2 separate regions of the Mus musculus genome follow, and region 2 is linked to region 1. The links are chromatin contacts, called in public ChIA-PET maps. All regions are on one chromosome and are shown on one strand. Each heading gives the region's core, a stretch centred on a gene start, on an enhancer-like site or on the middle of the called end of the contact. The rest is flanking DNA. Distances are from core to core; before and after follow the strand shown.

Evidence for each region. ChIA-PET counts read pairs in DNA pulled down with a chosen protein or histone mark.
Region 2: an RNA polymerase II ChIA-PET map of memory CD8 T cells shows a contact between it and region 1, with 6 read pairs. The contact joins two enhancer-like sites. A contact is called at or near these places in 1 of 39 promoter capture datasets (hippocampal neurons), 1 of 15 datasets of contacts at CTCF or cohesin (the NIH/3T3 cell line), 3 of 484 Hi-C or Micro-C datasets (the 3T3-L1 cell line, 3T3-L1-derived adipocytes and bone marrow-derived macrophages), 2 of 115 datasets of contacts at active chromatin or transcription factors (embryonic stem cells and memory CD8 T cells) and 1 of 9 other capture datasets (adipose tissue).

What each region holds. Positions count from the first base shown.
Region 1 is chr14:21,108,346-21,115,825 of GRCm38.p6, forward strand. The region is part of intron 3 of Adk (adenosine kinase); the gene reads left to right. Among named protein-coding and RNA genes, the nearest start is that of Adk, 60 kb to the left of the region's middle. Within about 2 kb of position 4,671, at least 51 of the 459 cell types and tissues checked have an H3K27ac peak or open chromatin away from gene starts, as enhancers often do. A contact at or near this core is called in memory CD8 T cells, where this site is marked.
Region 2 is chr14:21,633,645-21,641,271 of GRCm38.p6, forward strand. It overlaps Kat6b (K(lysine) acetyltransferase 6B), which reads left to right. Exons shown (of 17, transcript NM_017479.3): 11 at 832-993; 12 at 3,903-3,996. Among named protein-coding and RNA genes, the nearest start is that of Dupd1, 77 kb to the right of the region's middle. Within about 2 kb of position 3,132, at least 27 of the 459 cell types and tissues checked have an H3K27ac peak or open chromatin away from gene starts, as enhancers often do. A contact at or near this core is called in memory CD8 T cells, where this site is marked.

The sequences.
Region 1 (7,480 bases), core at 3,421-5,920:
TTTACATTGCTTGGAATGTGAATAGTGTTGAGATGTGATCAGGAAAATTCATGAAAGAAAAGTTAATAATTGCTAAAGTTATTAACAAAAACTTATTCATACCACTTTATAGAGATAGCCTAAACTGGATAGTTGATTTTCCTCCCACTTTGCTATACTCCACAAAGCAGGGGGAGAAAAATCAATCTCTCTTCAAGGGGCTTAGGTTTATTTGTTTGACTTTGAAAGACAGATGCTAAGGCAAAGCCCAGTACCTATTTTGTCACACATCGGGTGGGAGACACAGGAGTAAAGGGACCTGTCACAGGTAAACCAGCATTCATCACAGTGCTGGGCCAGAGGCTGCTCTTCTGCTTCCCTCTTAAGCTCCCCACCCCCTTCTTCTTTTTGGCTCCACCAAAATGCTCCTAAAGCATACAGTAATTTTATTGTATTTATTTATTTTTAAAGATGATTTTACTTTGTATTTATAAATGTTTTGCTAGCATGTTCACCACACGTGTGCATGGTTCCGGTGGAGGCTAGATGTTGGGTTCGATGGCCCTGCAGTTACAGATGGTTGTGAGCTGCCACGTGGGTACTGGGAACAAAACCCCAATCCTCTGCAAGAGCAGCAAGTGTTCTTATCCACAGTCAACTCTCCATGCACAGTCATTTTAAAAGAAGGTTAGTGTTCGGTTTAGTGACTGAGAACAACACACACAGTATCTTGCCGCCTAAATTAATATCACAGGACCAATTTGTGATTTTAGAAATCACCTTAGACCTACAACCAAATGGGTTGCCGAAAACTGATTAGGTATTGTGTATATCTGACTTTTTTCAATTTGAAGATATTTAAAATTCTTCCAAGGTGAGGCAAAAATTCAAAGGTTTATGTCAGATTAATACAGAAAGCTTTTGTGCTTAGGAAATGTCAGACTTATAGTTTAATTGAGTTATATTCTGAATTTTGTGTGTTATATGGTATATTAAGCCTATTGTGTATTTTTCATTTCCTTGAGAGTTTTAATCAGAATCCTCATCACTGAAGTCCTTGCTTGCCTTGGGTCTCCTTTCCCGAGAACATGTCCAACTTCTTCCATCTTACTTCTTTGATTTGATGCATGTTACTTCCATTGGGAAATTCAAGCTAAGGTTCCAGTCTCTTTCATGTAGGAAACATTTATTTATACACTGTGTTTGTTTCCAGTGGAGGGAACCAATCCTAGCCTCAGGGATACAGGCGAGCACTCTAAATACTGAACTACATCCCAGCAGGGCCCAGAATCATTACTTTTCAAACTGTTTTTCTATGTAGTCTTAATCTTTACAAAGTAACTTTTCTATGTTGTTTGAATTAGTCTTTGAAAAGCTCCTTAGGGTGTACACTAGTACTCTATGCAGAATACAGAAAATGCATACAAAGTCTTCTATTTTATCTCAAGTAGAAGGAACATGTGTTAGTACCAGTAGCATAAAATTATTCTTTTATTTGAACAAAATTGGTACTTATTTCATGTGTGTTGCTGTTTTGCCTGCATGTATGTCTGTATACCACATATGTGCCTAGTGCTTGTAGAGGCCAGAAGAGTGTATCAGACCCCCTGGAAGCTGGTGAACTGGTTGTGAAGTGGGTGTTGGGAACTGAACCCAGATCTATTGGGAAGCAGCCGGTGCTCTAAACTGCTGAACCATTTCTGCAGCCCCATGTAATTAACTGTGTATGAGAAATAACTTTGATTTTTCTTCAAGTAGCATGCTATCTAGAATAAGAAATGAAGTGCGTCCCTTCTTGCAGGGAGAATTGCGGCCATTACCATTGTCATCATCAATATTATTACTGAACTGATGATCATACAGTCTTTTTTTACACAAAAATTATCATTTATCACAAAACAACAAACTAAGCTTCTGATAAAATTCAAAATATCTGTGTGATAGGCATCTTACCCCAACTCTCCATTGTGATCAGTGGGTACTGGCTCCATATTAAAGCGTGAAGTACACCTTCTGCATCTCCTAGGGACCTTTGGGTATACTGCGGCTTGGATGTATTATTTTTGAGACTGAAGCTAGGTTATGTGGACTTGTTCTCCAAAAAAATGAAGAGATGATGTCTTCCAGAGGGCCATCTTTTTAAGTAATTGAGACAAAACTGAACAAAACCACTACTAGTTGTAAGTGTAGTTAGTGAGTTTGTAGTTTGTGTCTTCTTGGAAGTGGAGTGCTACCACAAGCATACTGTCTGTGCTATTTTGAGTTGGTTGATCACTGAGATGGACCGTCAGAAGATACTCTGAGCTCATATCATGGACTGGAAACCCATAACTTCCAGCAGACTGTGATTGGAAGTTTGCTTTATCATCGCTTTATTCTTTGCTTCTGGCTCCCTCTGTGGAACTCCGTTAAGACTGCAGCATGACTTTCTAGTAATTTAACAAAGCCGTCAAGGTTTTATGTAGAAGAGATCAGGACCTTCTTTTGAAGTTTTCTTTTATATCCAATCACTCTGGGTGACATTTTGACCATGGGACCCCAGTTCTTTTTTTAAAAAATGTTAGTATGTGTGAAAACATTCCTCATAGCAAAGTTCCCCCAATAATGTATGAATTTGTATTATTCTTGAAATTGCTTTGTGTTAGTGAGAAATTTAAGGTATCGCCTGAGTGAATGAAATGCGTGTTGCACTTAGGCCTACCTAAATGTGCTCCCTTATACTTTCTTAGCAGAGTGCAAAAGACTTGATTTTTCTCCAACATTTGAATCAAATTCGTTTTTAAGTGCTCCTAATTTTAGCAAGTATTTCATGTTGGTAGTTAAGTTTATATAGTTACTGTAACTGCTCTTTTGGTTTGAGCTTTTAAAAGACAGTTTTAGGTTTCTCTAATCAGGTATTTTTGTTTTTTTGTTTTTTTTTTTTTTTAAATATGTTGCTCTGGACTTTGAGTATAGCTTAGTGATTGAGTGCTTGCTCGCTCTCTCTCTCTCTCTCTCTCTCCCCCTCTCTTTCTCTCTCTGTGTGTGTGTGTAGCAAAAGAGAGCATTAACCTTTTAGATACTTATTTTATCAAAAGTCATGAGATTTGCTCAACTCCTGTCAGAGAACTTCCTCCTGCATTAAATGGGAGTTAACACGGAGATCCACAACTAGATAGTAACAGAGGAGGAGAGACTTTTGCAACACTCAGTGGTAAATGAGAGGTCTTCACCAAACTCCTTCCATCAAGGATCAGGCATCTCTGCTGAAGAGGAGGCAGAAAGGCAGTGAGAACACACACAGCAGTACTGATGTGCATACAAACTGAAGAGACCGTGCAACATACACAAGGCCTACACAGATGGGGTCCTGGCAATGAGGGGTGTGGACAGAGGCTCTCACCCATAACCAAGAAGCTGTTTACACTTGATACAAAGGGGAAAGCAGCTCTCCTATGGAGTGTCACTGGGTGTGTCAACTGCATTACACAGCAGGCCCTATGCCCAGGAGTGTTTAGCCAACACAAAATAAACTCTGTAGTATTTTTGTAGACTTTTGTTTTATTTTGGTACTTTTTTTTTTTTTGTCCTATTATTCTTTTGCTTTTTATTTTTCTGTTTTTGTGTTGGGAGGTCGAGGTGGGGAGGAGGATCTGGGAGAGATTGGGGGAGGGGAACCATCATGAAAATATACTGTGAAAACATATCTTTCAGGTTTAAAAAGTCTTGAGTTATATAGTACTCTTACGAAGCTTTTGCTTGCAAGTGCCTCACAGTCTTCGGTGTGGATGGTTTGGAGTTTCTCATCCCTGGTGTTCTGTTATAGGCTGGGACCCTTCATGGTGACGAATGGCTAGTGCAGCTCTAGAGGTAATTATAGTTGAGAATTTAGTGACAATAAGAGAGTGTTTCTTTTAAAAAACTACTCAGACAAACTTTCTAATGTGATTGTCCTCTGTATCACATGTTCTTTCTGAGTCAGTTGCAGAGCAAACAAATGGGTTGGGGATTTGCCTCAGTGGGTAGAGTACTTGTGTAGTGTGTTTGAGGCCCTACGCCTGGTTCTCAGAACTTTATAAATCAGGGCGTGGTGCATGTTGGGTTGCAGATGGGTCACCGCATGCACTTGACCCTTGGGCGGGTTGTGTACATCTACTCATGTCCTCAAGTTTCAGCACCATGTGCATTATCCCCCGAGCCTTCTCCCTGGCCTGCATATATTTAATGGTGTAAAAACTATTAATTAAGTTATGCATCAGGCACTGTTTAATGCCTAATTTAAACCTTCCCATTTTCATTATTATAATGAAAATATTCCTCACATTTCTGCCTATTTTCAGATAAAAACAGTGTTAAGTACCATACTTTTAATTTTACTAACGACTCTCCTGAGGTATGACAATCATAATTAACAAGAACGTTTCTGCCTTGGTGCCAGGGATCCCATCCGGTGCCTCCCACATGCGAGGGAAGCACCTCCCCACCCCTACCTACCTCACTGTGCCCTCTGCCTTTGCCATTTTACCTAACGCTAGTCATTGCTCAATATGTGTGCTGTGAAAACATCTGAACCCGGGGGTTGCTCTTTTGGTGAAGGAACTTTGATCTTTATTTTCTGATCACGAGCTTTCAGTTTGAATACAGGTTGGCAAAACACTTGTGAAATAGAATACCTAGTGGTATATAGCTTTATGTTCCTGTCTGTGGCGACCACTTTGAAGTGGTGTTTTCTCCTTCCATAGAAGCCTCCCAGGCATGGCTTCTCAAGGGCACTGTGAGTCATTCCTGCCTTGAGAGCAATTGTAAACCTCTCCTGCTTTGCTCTCTCATCATCTCTAAGGAAATGTGTCAGTTGTCTAACTAGTTTCATTATTGATATTTGGCCTGTTAGGGTGTCTTAGTGATTCCAATTCCTTTAGGGTTTGTAATTTCTTTTTTCTTCTTTTTCTTTTCTTTCTTTCTTTCTTTCCTTTTTTTTTTTTTTTTTTTAGTTTTAAGATTCTTAAGCTGGTGATAGTGGCACACCCCATTGATCCCTGCACTCAGGAAGCAGAGAGGCAGGTGGATCTGTGAGTTCAAGGCCAGCTTGATCTACAAATGAATTCGAGGATGGCTAGAGCTACACAGTGGAGCTTGTGTCTTCAAAACAAAGTAAACAGAAAGATTCAGAGATGTTCCTGAAAATTTTGTGTTTTGAGATAGGGTCTCACAGTGTGCCCCTGGCTGACCTGGAACCCACAAACGTGTGCCTCCACAGTCTGATAAAGGCACGCTGCCCCACAGCCAGCCCAGAAGGTTTCTTGACCTCCCTGATCTGGTTTCTGGCCAGATTTTACATTAGAAGAGCTAGGTTGTCCTGTAATTTTGTTTCCTTCCATCTCATCTCAGGAGCCAGCCAAAGGTAAAGTTCCCTCTGTCTTTGTACCTTTACGCGCTCAGTATACTTTTGTTTTTAGGCTTTCTTACTTATGTTTGGTGATTGGGTCTCAGGGTATGTCCCTGGCAGGACTGGAACTTGGTAAATAGGCCCGATTCTCCTTAAACTCAACCACCCTCCCTGAGCTGAGGTTAAAGGTGTTCACTAGCATACCTGACTCAGTATGCTTTTTAGTGAATAAAATGTCTTGAATATCCAGAATGTCTCCAACTCTGACTCTACTCGTTCTTTATTCCTTGATGATTCCCTCCTGAGGTGTTAACAGTAGGACCCAAGGTTGCCTGCCTCCAGTCCTGCCCCTTCTGTCATTCTGCTTATTAAGTAACCTTCCGTTCACTTTGTCCTGTCCCCTCCTAATGGTCCACCTCTATGAAAGGTGAATTCATCCCACAGTTGACTATAATGTTAACAGACTTGAAGAGATGGGTGTGGCTCAGCATGCCTAGTTCACTTGTGAGACCAAGGCAGGAGGTGATATGTTAGAATAGTGGCTCGAGTTGGAACATAGCACACCAGGCCAAAACAGTTCCACGTGTAAGAGGGGCAAGGTGGCAGCAGAAAAGAGAAGGGGGGAAGAGAGAGAGAGAGAGAGAGAGAGAGAGAGAGAGAGAGAGAGAGAGAGAGAGAGAGAGATGGGGTATGGCTTTCTTTATATATATGGGTAATGATGTAACACAAGTAAAGGTAGGAGGTGAGCTAAGTGGATTCTGGGGATATGGTGGCTGTTGCCTTGGTAATGGGTCTGCAGGTCCCACCTATGTGATGTCACAGGTTTCAGAGGTCCTGATGCCAACAGGAGGACTGTCTTGAGTTTGATGTCAGCCAAAGACAGACAAACACCACCAAACAAAATTGCTTTAGTGGTTCTGTAATTGTCCAGTGTCAAGCATGGCTTGTAAGTTGTTGCTAACTGGGACCTTGCCTTCTCCTTCAGTGATAGCCTCTGGAGTCAGCTTTCTTCTGTCACCCCCCACCCTTTTCAGAAAAATTTAGCCACTTCTACCTCCCCAATTCAGCCCTAATGAATTTGTTCCTACTATACTGTAATTTTTCTGAGAGTCTCTAATATTAGACTGAGTTTCTTAATGACTAATTACATCCCATTATGCTGGCTACTCTACATAGTTTTGTGTACTGCATTTTGTTGCTTAAATTCCTAAATGCTTATGGATTATGGAATAAGTATTCCTTGAAATGAAAGTTAAATTAACAAAATTATGTTCTATCATTTATGAGAATTTTAGAAAAATTTTTCCTAAAGCTTAAGGTATTATCTAAAGGTATATCTAAAGGTTTAATGTGTGTGTATGTGTGTATTTCTACGATCTATCTATATAGATATGTATAGATTGTCTACATCTATAGGTGGATTTGTCAGGCAATTCAATATAATTCTGATGTTTTTATAGTAAAGACTGTAGAAAATAATGATTTTGATGCACAATCCAATCCTAAAACTAGAGTAATTAGGAGCTGGGGTGCTGCTCAGTGGCATAACACTTGTTGGGAGTGAGGTTGACGGTTGAGGAGAAGATACAACATCTTTACAGCATAATTTTATTCTTTACATAATCATATACCCACATATGTACACATGTGTGTACATGTGCATGTATTTATTTGTAGCTCTAAGGTATATTGATAAGAGATTAAGAAATGAAAGTAAAGAAACTTTCTGTTGGTCCAGTTTGACAAAGAGCAAGCTCAAATTGGTATTCTCTGCTGGCGTCTTCCCTCCGACCCTGAAGAAGGACTTTGTTCTCTGTTTATTGAACAGCACAGAAAGCACGAGGTGGGTGGGAAAGAGATGGGGGAGGGATTGATTTATCACAGAAACTTTTAAGGGAGTTTCACCAGGGAAGACTTCACTTCCCAGGAGACCTAGAACAGCACTTAGAACCACACACGCTATCAGCCTATATCTGCATGCTGCCTGCAACAGTTATAGGGTATTTGTCATTTAAGGTTGTTTTCAACTTTCAAGGTGGCTGCTTTCAGTAGGCAATTACCGTGACATAGTTACATACACACATTATTCTGGGAGTGTGGAAGAGTTTGTAACTCACGACTAAAGGATAGGTTGTA
Region 2 (7,627 bases), core at 1,882-4,381, 520 kb after region 1:
CAGTATGGTCCACAGGAGACCTGGGAATGGTCAAGTTCATTGTCAAAGAGCTCGGGTTAGCAAAACCTGACTCCCCTAAGAAGAGTGTGGGGTCTGTTTGGCTCTCTGTTTCAGCAAGTCACTACATTTGATCAAAGACATTGGTTTCTGTGCCTTAGCTCCTGTGGAGGCCTCGGTGTCCCAGCTTGAGTCTTTTATTTTGAAGAGAAGTAGACTATAATCATTACACTTACTGTAGGTTTAAATTCACCTGACTCTCTCTGTAATTATTCCCAACACAGAGATTGTATATTCTCCAGTTATATTAAAATGATACTTGGGATAAAACTAAAATGGATGCCTCTGCTGTTTAATCCACACTTTTGAAGAATCAGAATAACTCAGGCGGTTCATTTATATTATTTTTATTTGAAGTCCTTTTGAAAATAACAAAAGTTTGGCATGCATGATGAAATTTTTATTTGTTTTTTTAATTTTCAGATTTACTTGGCTCCAATTTAAAAGTAAGAGGGCATGCCTGATAAATTTTAACTCATAATAAATTGCAAGTGAAAGTGACTTTGCTAACGTTGCTGTTTCTTGAACGAGCTTAAGGAGGAGACGTTAGCTGTCTTGAATTTACCTTAACAAGAGGAAAGATGGGATTCTGGCTCTGCAAGTAACAGCTGTTCCCTGGTTAACACTGTCTTTGTTTAATGGAGTATTTTAATCTTAGAGTGTAGGATTTAGAAATAAAATTATATACTTTTTAAAATGATATACAGAAGAAGCAAGTTTATATTCTGATGATACTTTTATGTTAAATAATGTTGTCTGTTTCTCTTTTTCTAGGTTGATGGGAATATGAGTAAAATTTATTGCCAAAACCTTTGCTTGTTAGCCAAGCTCTTCCTGGACCACAAAACATTGTATTATGATGTTGAGCCATTCCTTTTTTATGTCCTTACAAAAAATGATGAAAAAGGCTGTCATCTGGTTGGATACTTCTCCAAGGTAAACCACGAGCCAGCATGGCCTTCTCTCGCTTGCTTGCAAATGTTTTTAGTGGAGCTCAGGTCTTTGAACAGGGTTTTTTTGTTTTGTTTTCTCTTGTTTTTGTATTTTTATGACAATAATTTGAGTAAGTGGCTCATGTTTCTGAAAACCTCAGCTTTTTGTTTAAAGCTCATTTGAAAGGACACAAACAAGAAACAAAACAAATAACAACAAAAGGTGCCTAGGAAGTGTGTAAAGGACCCCAGAACCCTGTGCTGTGCTGACAGTGACCATGCGACATTTCATTACCACCTTGTAGACTGCCTCGCAGCTTTGATTTCCAAATGTTGAGCTTCTTTCTTCTTTTAAGTGGTGTGCACATGAAGCTTTCTGTGATGGAGCACTTAAGACCTCAGCCTCTCTGGCTCATTTCCTACCTCGTGGTCAGCAGTATCCAGTGTTAGAGCATTGGTGTGGGCTGCTGAGATGGCTCCTGAGAAACGTCCAGGACCTGCTTGGTAGGAGAGAACTGACTCCCAGAAGTTGTCCGCATGCACCCTACCCTGCCCTGCCTCCCACCCCACACACACCAAGGAATACATGTAATTAAAACAAAAACAAAAACACCACTGGCAATTGATGGCCTAGTTGATAGGTGGCTGGTTTTCCACCGCTGCCTCTCATGATCTGTGCTGTGGTTTTTAAGTTCTAAGGGAGTCTTGCCTGTAGGAAACCTACCTGTCTCTAGCAGTCAACATGGGGAAGAACTTGCATACTAAGGCACAGTGGCTCGTCTTTTCACTGGTTCAGAGCTCTTCTCCAGAAGAAACTGCTCAGAAACTGCTGTTGCTAAGTCATGCACCTTGAAAGAGAGCTGGTTTGGAATGTGTTTGCCAGGTGTTGAACTTTCCCTGGGTATGCACCCAAGAATGGTTACAGAAACAGAGATGGTAATTATCCAGACGCTCAGCAGATGAGTGACTTTATTGGATCTGCTTTTCTTTAATGTTCATGATGAAACACTCCATAGAAGTGCTGTTTTCACAGGAAATAAGAAGCTAGACTATCTTCCCGGTGTGTTGGCATATGCTGCTAATATAAATACTCAGAGGGCTAAGACAAGGGATCACCAGTTTGTGGTCAGCCAAGACGGCATGGCAAGACTGTCCATGTCCCTCAGTGTTCTCTCCCTCCAGACACATGAACCATCCAGAGGTCCTCCTGTCTCATCCCTGTGTGCAGCTATTTTGACTGACTCTCTTTCCTTCTTTCTTTCTTTCTTTCTTTCTTTCTCTCTCTCTCTCTCTCTCTCTCTCTCTCTCTCTCTCCCTCTCTCTCTCTCTTTCTTTCTTTCTTTCTTCATTGTTTATTTGTTTTTGTTTTTTGAACAGAATCACACTATTTAGCTCTGGCTATGCTAGAATTCAGAGATCTGCCTGTCTTCTGCCTCCTGAACATCCACTCCCCACCCACTCCAGACAGTGTTTCTCTGTGCAACAGCCCTGGCTTTACTGGAACTCTCTCTGTAGACCAGGCTGTCCTGGAACTTACCAAGAAATACCTGCCTCTGCCTCTGCGTCCCGAGTGCTGGGATTAGAAGGTACACCACCAAGTCTGGCAGCCCTTCTGTTCAATGTGGATTTAAGCCTCGTGCTCCTGGAGGCTCACACCGGCACAGCAGGCTTTTTACTTACTTACTGGGCTAGGTCCATCTATTAAGAAAAGGAAGTGGATTGCTGTTGGATTATATTTCAGTGAACTCTCATGGCTGAGAACAGTTCTGGACAGAGAAAGGGCTGGCATCAAGGATATAAATCCTCTTTGCCCAGAGTACATCTCTTTTTAGATAGAGTGACCCATTTATCTTACTTTGCACAGTAAAATTAATTATTTGAGCCTTTACTATTGGCATGCACATCCAGGGATGGGCAATTTATCTCCTAGAGTCTCGTTGTTACTTCTCAAGGCTTAGAGATGCCACAGACAGCTACAAGTACACAAAAGTGGGGCTCATCTTCTTTCATTTTTGCCCTTTAGACTTTTTTCCACAGTTGTTTCCTGTGGTCTTTGAAACTGGTTCGTTAAAGATCTGAGTGTTCTGAAGTGATCTTGTGATGTGGTTCTATTTGTGAGCAGCCTCATTTGTGGTTTATATTTGGCCACAGCACTCACGGCCTCAGAAGCCTTTTCCAGATCTTCTCTGTGTAGGTTTTGGTGGTGTCTGTGTACTGTGAATTCGATATTGCGATTGTGAACCCTTAGTTCTTAGAGCTGTCCAGAGCTCTACTCAGACCCCCTCCTGGCTTTAGCCTGTTGATAGGATTTCCGTCTCACTGTTGTTCAGAGGCTTTGGGGTTTCTTGGTGTCTTTGTTGTTGTTTGATTTTCCTGGTTTGAGGTGCCGACTTTAATTATTTCTACTTGGCCTTCTGACTCACAGGAGACACATTTGTTTGTGTGTCCACTCACGTGTCTGCCATTCCAGTGCCACTGGGGGATTTACTCAGAGGCAGAGGCCAGCTTGCCATTGTCGAGTTGTAGATTATCACGCAGTAGGGCTGCCCGCCAAAGCCCAGTTTACTCCACTGGGTGGACTAGGTGGTGTTTTCTCCGTTTCTGCAGTTGTGTGAGCAAGGAGAGCGTCGTTCCCTCCTGTGGCGGTTCTTTCACCCTGCACACATTTCCTAGATTCCCTATACGGATTTTATGCTCCTAACTTTGTAGAATGCAGATACATCTGAGAAGCATAGCCAGAGAGGGTGCTTTGTTGTTACTTACTTGATCAGCATGGTAGGATTACTCTGATTGGTCCTGACCCAAGCCACTGTTTGACCTTAGCGGATAGCTTTACAAGGACGGTGGCAGGTACTGGGACTTGCCCACTGCAGCAGAGCTCTGACATACTTACTATGCTTCTTTTTCCCATAGGAAAAGCTCTGCCAGCAGAAGTATAATGTGTCCTGCATAATGATCATGCCCCAGCACCAAAGGCAAGGATTTGGACGCTTTCTCATTGATTTCAGTAAGTGAAATACATTACTTCCTTCCAGAGTAGCTGCCGGCTGTTTCAGGAAACTGTACCGCATAAAGCTTTATTTAACCTGCTGTGCTGTTTTCTTTTTGTAATCGTACATAGTGGGTCTTCTGTTTATAACCACCTGAGTTAGAAGATCTTCCTCACGTGACAGTTTCCCTGACACCCACTTACACTCAGGGAAAATGAGACTAGATCTCACCACAGTGCCCTTGCCTCAGAAAGCCATTACCTGCAATGAGCTGGTAGAGTTCTGTGGCACTGTGCTCACTATACCATTAGGTAATTATTGGGAATAAGCACAAGCGATTGTTAGTTACAAGGAGTTTTCGCTTTCTCAGATTTTGCCCAGTAGTCTTTGTGGAGCAGAGGAGAGCAGGGGTAAAGAGAGCCTGTTCACCTGAGGAGGCTCTAGTTACTTCCCTCTCACTGTTGCAGAAGCTGTTGGTAACGAGGTTTCTCAGGAGCTGCTGGCTTCATATGCACTTGTAGCCCTGAGCCTCTCTGGTTAAAGCTGGATGCTTGCAACAGTGCAGCGGCTGGATGCTTGCAACAATGCAGCGGCTGGATGCTTGCAACAATGCAGCGGCTGGATGCTTGCAACAATGCAGCGGCTGTGCTTCTTTCTTAGCCGCTGTCTCTCTTCTTGCTTATTTCATACTAAGGCTCAAGCTGCATTTAGAGAGATAGTAGCCTGTGAGCCCCTTACCCTGTGATGATAGGACTCTCTAGCTATATGACAGTCTGTCACTTAGTGCACGTGAATTCGTAGGTTGTTAGCTGGATAAAGGAAATTTGAATATATGTGCAGGAAATGCAAGGCCTTGCATGTAGGTATGCTGTGAGGGTCCATAAGGAAGTATGTTGACTCTATAAGTCTCTATCATTAGATTCTGAAATGTTGAAGTCTGCAGATAAATTTTAGACTGATTTTGTATAATTTCCTGACCAAAAAAATATAAAATTAAAAAGGATTTTGGGTTGATTATTTTTATACCTTCAGATAGTATTTCCAATTATTAATTTGTTTTCCTAGTCTTACTGTTTTGGCCTAGTTATCCAGGAGACTAATTGTCCAAGGAGGGCTATATACTAGCTCACTGTCGTTCCTTTCCACATCCTCGCTGTAATCAGACTCTTTTTCTTCTTTAGTTTTCCATGTTTTAAATCACTGTTCCCTGAGCCTTCCATACTTGTACCTAATGCACTGATTGCTCCTCTCCTGCCCTCCCTCTTCCCTCCCTCATCCCTCACCCCCTTGTTTGCTACTTAATCTCTTTCTTGTATTCATGTCTTTTTATCTATGTCCCTCTGGGTTTGACCAAGTCCATGTATGTGGCTTTAGTTCCTGGTGGTGTAGGAGTGGGTACACATGTGAAGACCATCATTACATGAGGTTTTTTTTAAGGGGGGGGGGTTCTTCTTGTTTATATTGGATAAGTAAATGTACAGTTACATTCGAGTTAAATCCCTGCTACAGCTATTTGGAAAGGCAGAATTAGCTGACTCTTTATGGAATATTTTACAGTCATCATGTATGAGGCGCTCATCTATAACTACACTTTCTGGGATACATCACAACCATGCAGGTCTAAGCTTGCTGACAGTGTTCTCGTGTCTCTAGACTAAAAGGACGTTCCAGGAGACAGCTCCAGGCTACCTTTTAAGCTTTTTGACTCAACAGTTTGCTTCTCTGAGTTCTTTTTCTGTGCATGGCCTTTCCTGACATGGCCCCTTCCTCTTGCCTGTTCAAAACCATGCTCATTTGGTAACAACTCAAGAACCTCTTATCTCTAATGCTGTCTTTGTAAGTTCTATCTTATACCGTCCCAGCTATGTTCTATACGAGCATGCTTAGACCGTGTTTGTCCTTTTGTGCTAAACATCAGTATATCGTGCTTCTGAGTTACCGTGATCTCCTTGGAAACTTTTTTGGATCAGCATAGTTCCTATAACAATTTGTATTAGATGTCGTTTTGCTGATATGAAGTGATAATGAAGCTATCTAAAGTGATGCCTAGATTATAAAGGAACTGGTACCACCAGGTAAAAAAGTCAAGCTCTAAATACAGTGATATAATTACAGGGGACATACATGAATGTACATGTATGGATAACCCAGGGTTCCCTTTAAGTGCTAAAACTATTTTAAAACTTCAGACATGAAAAAACAAGGTGGACTTGAACTTTTCTTTCCTTTGAGACCAGGTCTCATTTTATACTTCTGGCTGACTTGGAATTCACTTTGCAGACCAGGCTGGTCTTCATCTTCCAGAGATCTGCCTGTCTCTGCCTCCCATGTACTAAGATCTGAGGTGTGCAGCACCATTCCTAACCACCACCCTGTAATTTCAGACATGAAATACAGGACACACTGGAATACTTTTGGGGACATTTGCGGTCATTATGAATGCCATCCTCCGGATGTGACTGGGTTTAGTAGTCCTGACAGTCTTGTAGAACCCTTGGCCTTGTCTCTCCACTAGAGTGCTTAAGCACCATGATGAAAGATTTTAGTATAGTTGAAAGGTGGGGTGGGGAATAGTTTGAAGGGAATTGGTATTGTTTTACAGTACTCACAAGAAAACGGGACCGAGTGTAAGCCCAATAAAAATTCACTTTAAAAACAGAATTATTCCTTGACCAACCATTGTAAAGAAGACAGGGTATGCTGTTGAAAAATTAATAGCATCTCCTTGGTAGTCACTTAAAATATTAGTAGGTAAATATCTTTCCAGAACCATTTGGATCCAGGCATTCACAGAGGGGGGTGGGGGGGGAGCACATAACCTCTCATCAGTTTTTCCTCACAGGTCAGTGCTCTGGGTAAGAAAGATGAGCAGGACTTGTAAGATTTCTAAAATATGTTCTGTTCCATTAAAAGGACCTCTTAATAATGGTTTGGGTTCTGTTGTGTAAGGCTGGGACCTGTTGATTAAGGTTGTATTTTCAGTTAGTCAGAGCAACTGTAAAGTAGGGAAGTCCTTGTCAATAATGATTGTAATTTAGCAAAGGAAAACAGCATACTGCACCTGGACTTTTATATATGTTCCAATAGAGTGTGTGTGTGTGTGTGTGTGTGTGTGTGTGTGTGTGTGTGTGTGTGTGTATACGCTCTTGAGTGCGTGTGTCTGTTTGTCTGTCTGTCTGAAAAATGCATGCACAAGATTTTGGCACTGTTGTCCGGTACAGTAAGAGAACTGATGGGGTTGTCCACAGGCCCAAATGCTACCCTTCCAAGAAGCTGTCTCTTGCTTCTGGGACAGCTTATCTGGCACTTGTCAGAGTGAGGTCTCTCAGGAGGCTGTTTGCACATCTTGGCCAGAGTGAGTAAAAGGTGCCAGCATCTCAGAGACAGCCTGCTCATAGACAGACTCAGGGTTCATGACTGCTCAAGAAGCGATGGACACAGGCTGCAGGGGTCTCTTCTCCTGGATTCTGAGATTTCCTCTCCCTTAGTCAAAAACTTTAAAGCCCTCCTACACACACACAGACAACTCTCCACCCTCACTAGACATGTCAAGACTTCAAAGAAGCCCACTTCCCACAAAACTTCTGCTACTTTTTGCCTCCCACGGACAAGGAAAATAGCTGCTCTTCCCACGGGGAACAGCTAGGC